3 separate regions of the Mus musculus genome follow, and all the other regions are linked to region 1. Evidence: chromatin contacts called from public HiChIP or PLAC-seq and promoter capture Hi-C data. All regions are on one chromosome and are shown on one strand. The core of a region is the stretch at or near the end of the contact, and the rest is flanking DNA. Distances in the headings are between cores, read along the strand shown.

The links. Promoter capture Hi-C pulls out the DNA fragments that hold promoters and counts their contacts. HiChIP or PLAC-seq counts read pairs in DNA pulled down with a chosen protein or histone mark.
Region 2: a contact with region 1 is called in a promoter capture Hi-C map of embryonic stem cells, with 4 times the contacts expected there. The contact joins the promoter of Asb16 here to the promoter of Mpp3 in region 1. A contact is called at or near these places in 5 of 39 promoter capture datasets (the C10 cell line, cranial neural crest, embryonic stem cells and 2 more), 1 of 484 Hi-C or Micro-C datasets (the HPC-7 cell line) and 1 of 9 other capture datasets (adipose tissue).
Region 3: an HNF4G HiChIP or PLAC-seq map of pancreatic cancer cells shows a contact between it and region 1. The contact joins the promoter of Hrob here to the promoter of Mpp3 in region 1. A contact is called at or near these places in 1 of 484 Hi-C or Micro-C datasets (liver), 1 of 115 datasets of contacts at active chromatin or transcription factors (pancreatic cancer cells) and 1 of 9 other capture datasets (pancreatic islet).

The regions. Positions count from the first base shown.
Region 1 is chr11:102,025,671-102,028,247 of GRCm38.p6, reverse strand. Mpp3 (membrane protein, palmitoylated 3 (MAGUK p55 subfamily member 3)) reads left to right here and starts at 1,293. Exons shown (of 19, transcript NM_007863.2): 1 at 1,293-1,381; 2 at 2,392-2,516. The coding sequence starts at 2,492.
Region 2 is chr11:102,267,475-102,270,051 of GRCm38.p6, reverse strand. Asb16 (ankyrin repeat and SOCS box-containing 16) reads right to left here and starts at 1,301. Exons shown (of 5, transcript NM_148953.3): 1 at 929-1,301. The coding sequence starts at 1,229.
Region 3 is chr11:102,247,584-102,250,160 of GRCm38.p6, reverse strand. Hrob (homologous recombination factor with OB-fold) reads right to left here and starts at 1,279. Exons shown (of 10, transcript NM_153544.3): 1 at 1,069-1,279. The coding sequence starts at 1,071.

The DNA.
Region 1 (2,577 bases), core at 44-2,543:
CACGGGAAACAAGCCAATAAGCAGCACCCCTCCATGGCCTCTGCATCATCTCCTGCCTCCAGGTTCTATCCCTGCTTGAGTTCCTGTCCTGACTTCCTCCTGTGATGGAAGTGTAAACCAGGTAAACCCTTCCCTCCCCAACTTGCCTTTTGGTCATGGTGTTTCAACGCAGCAGTAGAAAACCTAACCAAGACCATTTCTTAGTTTTTCTCTGCTCTAAATGGGGCCTGCTGTCTGTCTACCCATATCACGTCACTGGGGCCTGTCATAAATGTAGACTGATACTACTTGCCCCACAAGCCTCAGGTGACTCATAGACACAATTTGGAGCAGCTTGAGGGACGAAGGGAAATTTCTTGGTGACATTTGCTGCCCTCTTACAGCCTGCCTGTTCACTGCAAGCTGCAAAGACTGTCGACTGCCTACCTCTCTGGGACATGTGCCTCCTAACCGGCTTAGAATGCGCTGTTCTTTGATGCTGTTATTTGAAGGGAGGGGACACACCCACCAGACCACGTCTCATCCTCTAAGACCCCTACACCACACCACTGCTCACTCACACAGTGGTACCTTTCTACTGCTTCCTGCATACACATCAGTTTCTTTAACTGAAGCGAGGAAATAATTTTGGCTCTCTATCTGAGGCTAATAATCGGTAATCCTAGGAGTATATGGGGATAGAGGGAGCACAATAGAAACCAGCTATTTCGGAGCCACCGCACCTCCTCCCCCAGCCCCCGCCCCAGTAAAGCCTGGGACACTAGAGTCTTTTTTCTTTTCTTTTTTTTTTCTTTCTTTCTTTCTTTTTTCTTTTTTTTCTCTTATTCAGCCCTACCTCCTCCCACCCAGGCAGGCAGCATCCAGCTGCCTTCTTCCCAGGCGTACTTCTCCTCCCTCGCGCCTCCCCGTCCCCAGGGCAGCGTGCACCGATAAATCTTTCGCAGCACGTAGCATTGTTGCCACGGGTTGGCCGGGCTGCTGCCCGCTGCACACCCCTCTCCCGCCCCCCTCCCCCGCCCCCCGCCCCCTGCTCGGCTTGCTAATGACCCAGCACAGCCTCTCTTCCTCGTTTGGCTTTGAAGCTCCAGCCCCTGGCACAGTGCCTGGCACTTGCGGGGCTCTCAATCAATGTTTGCAAAATCGGATTCTCGGCGGAGCAGGTGTCCACCGGGAGCCGGGGGCGCTGGGCGGGGCCTGCGAGGGGGGCCTGCGGGGCCGCGCTCCACCCCTCCGGGCCCGCGCTGCGCCCCCGCCCGTGCGCGCTGCCCCGACCCCGCGCGCCGCGACAGGGAGGGGCCGGCGGAGGCGGAGCCAGTAGCAGCGGAGGCTGGTGGCTCCCGCGCGGCTCCGGGTCACCGATCCCAGATCCTGGCGCGACGAGGTAAGAAGCAGCGCGTGGCACACAAGGGACCTGGTGCGCGGCGGGGAGGGGAGGGGGAGCGGAGACCCGCCCCTCGGGTGCACCACTGCCTTGCGGCCCACCCTCCCCGGCGGGGCTCCGTTCCCAGCCCGCGGTCCCCTTCACTGCTCGGCGTCCGCGCATCCCGTGCGCCCCGCTCATTCCCGCCGCTCTGCATCCCATCTCCCCCCACCTCGGGGGTTTGCTCCCCCCCCCCCAGCTCCTCTGGGAAACCGGCTGGAGCCGGGAGTGTGTGTTTGTGTGGGGAAGTCGGGGGCAGTCGGGGGCCGCAGCTGGAAGCCGCCGAGGGGTGAGCCCGGCGTGGGGGCGGGGGTCGGGTACCATTCTTCTGCCTTCGATGTGACTGGTGCTCCACGCAGCGGGCTGGCTCCATGTCTGTCGAATGAATGAATCATGAGTCCTTGTCCCTCTCTGAAGGAGGACTTTTTTGAGGTCCACGTGCTACAGAGCACCTGGGGAGGGGAGCTCTTGAGATAGGGTACCTGCTTCCGGTAGAACAGAAACTCCGCTCTCACTTCTTCTGTCTTCAGACTGGAGGCTCTCTTTGGGTTGGGGGCTGGAGGTGGGGTCGGCGGTGGGAGCTCTTGCAGGCCTTAACCAGGTACTTGTTGAAGGGATATTGAGACTTGAGCAAGCACTCTTGGAAGGTACCAGCAATAGAGAGGACAGAGCTTGTGGTCGAGAGCATACCGCACAAGCAGGGGGACTTTAGGCCAAGGTCAGTCTGGAAGAAGTGATCTGAGTACCTATTCTGGTTCAAAAGTTATTTAGGGATGCCCAGTCTCTGTTTCCTAATCAGTAAAATGGGTGCATTGGTGTTCATCCTTTAAGGCTTTCTGCATAGTCAGAAAAGAGCAGCATCTTTAGTGTATTGGGGGCGCCCAAGAAGTCTTGCTCCCTGCCCAACCTCCTCCCCAAAAAGTGACTGTTTCTCCCCCCCACCCCCCATCTTATTTCTTCTGTCCTCACAGAGGTCATAAGCAGATCCTGGTGATGTGTGTTCATTACTGAGAGATTCCTCTCCCACCCACACAAACTGTAGGGACAGCTGGGGACCTGCTGGGCACAGGCATGCCAGTACTGTCTGAAGACTCGGGTGAGTGTCCTTAACCTGGGCTGCAGCTTCGGGGGGCCTCCCAGGATTGGAGAAAACCAAA
Region 2 (2,577 bases), core at 52-2,551, 240 kb before region 1:
GTGGCGAAGACAATGGTTATTAGCATTCAAATTAGAGTTCAATCCTCTAGCCCCCAAATAAGATGGGGCTGGTGGGGTGGCTCAGCAGGAGGGGCTTGGCTTTTCTCCCTACAACACCACTCCCTAACCCCCAAAGTCAGTAATGGTAAGGAAAAATTGCATATGAGTTTCATAAAAACTGTCTACTATAGCAGGAAACTGTAAGAGAAACATGGATATATATGTATGTGTGTATATTTTCATATATATAACGCTATAGTAATATAGTGCATATAATTAACCAAAGCCAAAATTTACAATCTGTATATGTGTTATATGAGAATATAACTTTAAGGCTGGCGAGATAGCTCAGCCGGTTAAGAGCACTGACTACTTCTGAAGGTACTGAGTTCAAATCCCAGCAACCACATGGTGGCTCACAACCATTGGTAATGAGATCTGATGCCCTCTTCTGGTGCAACTGAAGTCAGCTACAGTGTACTTACATATAATAAATAAATAAATCTTTAAAAAGAGAGAGAGAGAGAGAGAATATAACTTTAGCTAGGTGGTGGTAAGATGCACCTTTGATCCCAGCAGATTAGGAAGCAGAGGCAGGCAGATCTCTGAGTTGGAAGCCAGCCTGGTCTACAAAGTGAGTTCCAGGACAGCCAGGGCTATAGTGAAAAAAAAAAAAAAAAACCAAAAAAATTTGGAGGGTGGGCATAGTGGCTCACACCCTTAATCCCAACATGAAGGAGGCAGAGGCGGGTGGATCTCTATGAGTTTGAGGAAAACCGTGGTTGGCCTCAACTGTTTAGGAAAGAGTTAATATGGGTGACTATGGGTCCGTTCTAGGCTCTTTACGGAGAAGTGGCGTATGGATTCTTCTTCCCTTCCCAACCCCCACTCCTGTCCCTCTTCTGTCCTCCTAGGTGGTGTTCCCTACCCTGTTCCGCTGACCAGGCCAGCTGGTTGCTCACAGTCTCCACAATCATATTGGCAGCGTCTTCATCTTGGAACAGGATTTGGAGCTGCTGTAGGTCCCCAGAGAACAGGGCATTGTGGACAGCTGGGTCTCGGCAGGAGCGGCGAGGCCTAAGGAGCTGGGCCTGGGGACAAGGGAGGTCCCTGTGCCTGCGGCACTGCTGGGCAGCAGCTCTCCTCCTGTCCTCCCAGTCCAGCCACTCTCTCTGCAGGCGGAGAGCACGCAGTGTGGAGGATGTGAAAGGAAAGCTCTCCCCTGCCATGAGGGGTCCAGTGGTCTGGGCAGTGCCACCTAGGCAGAGAATCGTTCCTTGTCCCAGCTAGCACCTTGCTCTGGGGAGCCACCCTGCCCCCTTCTTGGTAAGCTGGAGAAACAGCTGAGGCTATAAATAGGCCCCTCACTGCATTGGTAAACAGTTTGCCTAGAGTCATGATCTTAATGCAGATGGTATTGGGCCAGCCTCTGACCCTGCTGGTACCCTTTTGTTGGTCAACAGGGCCTCAGCCAAAGGTCACTCCTGGACCCCACTTCTCTGGAGTGAGCCTTCTAGTCAAAGCAGTCAACCATGAGATGGGTGGGCAGGACAGGGTAGAGGAAGGACCAGGGTCCTGCAGCCTCTGAAGTATTGGCTGGTAAAAAGGGTAGAAGCCCAGGATGGCCCATAGACCTCAGTCTGGGGAAGTGGAGAGAGCTTCCAAGAAGCCAAACCACTCTTCCTGAATTTGAAATAACAGCAACCACTGCACACACACACCATGCTTTCTAGAACTGAAATCACTCTCAGATCCATCTCTACTCAGATGACCAGTCAGTGTTGTAATACAAGACAGATTTGGTCAGGAAATGAGGCCAAGCTAAGAATTTCAGTTCAGCACCTGAGATGGATAGAGACTTACAGGACGTAAGGTTTTGTTGTTGGCAGTGCTGCTGTTTTTGTTTTTTGAGACAGGGTTCCTCTGTGTAGTCCTGGCTGTCCTGAAACTAGCTCTGTAGACCAGACTGGCCTTGAACTCAGCGATCCACTTCCCTTTGCCTCAGGAATGCTGGGATTAAAGGGATACACTACCACACCTGGGTGGAATTTAAGTCTTAAAAAGGTAAAACTGACTCAAAGTTACATAGCTTGTGGGGGTGTGCCAAGGCCTCCAGTGGGCCACACTTTAGATAAGTACCCTAGAGGGTAGTGCTATGTTGGGTAGACAGTTGAGCAAATCCTCTTCTTGTCCCCTCATGCCGAAACTGGGCACGGTCTCTACCTTCAGTGACTAGTTTTTTTTTTCCCTCCCTGGTTTCTAGGGGAATCACGTGCCTGACTGCGGATGTGTCCAGGGATTTGACCTTGGAAGTGGAGACTGAAGGGATGAGACTTTTGGGAAACTACGCCCCATTCGCTTTAGGAGGAAATGGCTGTACTTCCAGGAGCCTCTAGGGGGAGGAATGAGGCCGCGGAAACAACAACAGCTGGTCGATTAGCTGGCAGGGGAGGGTGGAGGGATGTCAGCGGGCTTCTGTCTTCAAGACTGCAGGCTCTGCAGTGTCTTGGCAATGCCATGTGGGTCCCTCCTTGCTCCCGGTGCTTGCTCCCACCCACTCTCCAGCAACCTTCTCCT
Region 3 (2,577 bases), core at 30-2,529, 220 kb before region 1:
CAGGGTCAGCATAAGGGTCTCAAGTAGCCCAAGTTGGCCTCAAGTCATTATTATGTTGATAAAGGTAATTTTCAAATCTTATATAAAAAAAATGATTGATTTAGTGGGGGTGGGGTACACTACTGCATGGGTGTGAAGGTGAAAAGAACTTGAGGGAGTCGGCTTCTTCCACCCTATGGGTCCTAGGGATGTAACTGAGGCATCAGAGACAACCACCTTTTACCTGCTCAGCCACTTCCCCAGCCCCTGACCTTGAACTCCTGACCCTTTCCTTTCCCAAAGGATGGGATTACTTGCCTACACCACCTCTGGAAACAGGCCTGAGTATTCTGCAACAGAATCTCAAAGGTTGGTCCAACACAAGAAAGGACCCTGCCTGAAACCCTTGTTTCTGAGGATCAAGCCAGTGATTTCTTTCTACAGAGGACCAAAGCCAAAGGCAAAGTTGCCAAGAGTGTGGACTGCCCCAGTCTACGGTTCTTCTTCCTGGACAGCAGACTCAGACGAGTGTCACACCCACAGCCTGGGTTTTTGGTGGGGGATTGAGGGCGTGTGGCATGGTAGCTGCTGCCTTTAATTCCCAGAACGCCTAAGGCAGAACTTTGAGTTCGAGGCCAGCCTAATCTACATACTGAGTTACAGGATAGCCAGGGGCAGAAAGCCTGTTTCAAGGACCCACCCTCCTCCCAAAAAAATAAAAACAGAGGAGGAGGCGGAGGAGGAGAGGAAGGGAAGGAGGGAGAGGAGAGTTGAATGTTAGTCACCCCAAGATCACGAGGTTGGGGGCAAAGATTCCAAAAGCCAGTGACGTTTGGGCTCGCAGGGATTGATGACTATTTTTCTGTCTGTCTGTAGGTCTGTATGTCCGGGGGAGGTACCTTTCACAAGGTCTCCTGCGCGTTGCGCGCCCTTCCTACCTAGCCCCCAGGTCTGCAGACTACACTCAGTCTCTACCAGGCAGATCCCGTCCTAGCAGACTAGCGAGCCCGGAGCCCAACCCGGAGTCCGGCTTCCCCGGGGCTGGAACGCCTCCTCCCCAGAGCCCGGGCGGCTTAGACGCGGCATTACCATAACGACAGGCCGTGGGCTCGGGCCGGCGGGTCGGCCCGGCCGTGTCAGACTCAAGGGTTCACCTCCAACTCGACCCAGACGTAGAGTAGGGAACTATGTCCGGTCGCATTCCCAGAGCAAGGTCCAAGAGAAGCGTCTTTAAGACCGCAGCGGAAACTGAGAGAGGGGCGCCTAAGAACGTGCACCCAGAGCGGCTTTCAAAGCCGCCGCCAAAACAATAGCTCCGCCCCCTTAAAGGGAAGGCACCAATTTTTATCCTGCCGACACAAAGTCCTTCTTCCTCGGGCCTTCCGCCGCAGCCTTAAAGGGAAAATCAAAGGTCTCTCGGTCGCCCCCAAGCGGTCCCTCTAGTCCAGCCGGCTGCCACGTTCTGGTTGAAAGGGAGCTTGGAGAAATCTTATACACTTTATTCTCCCTTCTTTTTTTTTTTTTTTTTTTTTTTTTTTTGTTGAGCACACTGGTGATTTGAGAGTGACTTCATCCTCACCAGAACGCAGCCGATCGTGTAGCCCAGGCTGCCCTCTAACTCACTTTGTAGCCGAAAATAACCTTAACTCCATATTGTTCTTCCTCTACCTCCCAAACGCTGGGGTGGCTGGTTTTATGTGGTGCTAGGGATGGAACCGGGGAGGGCGGCGGGGGGGGGGGGGGGGTTCACACTTTGTAGGCCAAGCTGATTGGTAGAGACAGGAAAAGGTAGAGAGCCTCATGCGCCATCATCCTCTGGTGAATGAGGAGGGATTGAACGATTTTGGGCCTTGCACGTGCTAAGCAAATGTTCAACACTAAGCTAATAATACGCCCAGCCCTAAAGAGTTTCTACGACAGAAAAATGTGTGCCTTCTTTGCATGTTAGAAAAATAGGCCTGAAAGCTGGGAGTGCATTCCAATGGTCAACATTGTACTAAGCGTCTTCAAGACTCTGGTCCCAGCTACCATACATACATACACTGCAGAAAAAACGAACAAACAAAAACATAAACAAAATTACTTTGGAGGCCATGCAGGGACTGGAAGGTAAGGCCTGGCTCAAGCATATAAGGCAAGTAAGACTGAATGAAGAGATCCGGGAAAGACAGGGTGTGTCTTTTCCTCAGAGCACAGTAGCCGTCTGAGCCATAGAAATATGACTAAATTGGTGGATTCTTCCTCAGAACAAGGCACATGTGTACAAACACATGATGCTTTGCACATAATTATAGGGGGGTTGTCTTCCTGAAGCCTCTAGTCAAGAACTCAGTCCCAGACAGGTGGTGGTGGCCCACGCCTTTAATCCCAGCACAGAAGGAGGCGGATTTCTGAGTTCAAGGCCAGCCTGGTCTACAGAGTTAGTTCCAGGAGAGCCAGGGGTACACAGAGAAACCCTGTCAAAAAAAAAAAAAAAAAAACCAAAAAAAAAACAAAAAACAAAACAAAAAAAAAACCCTCAGTCCCCTGGAATTCTAGGAAGCAAAATGGTATAGCAGTTAAACTGTAGATGCTGAAGTCTCGATAGCTGGGTCATAG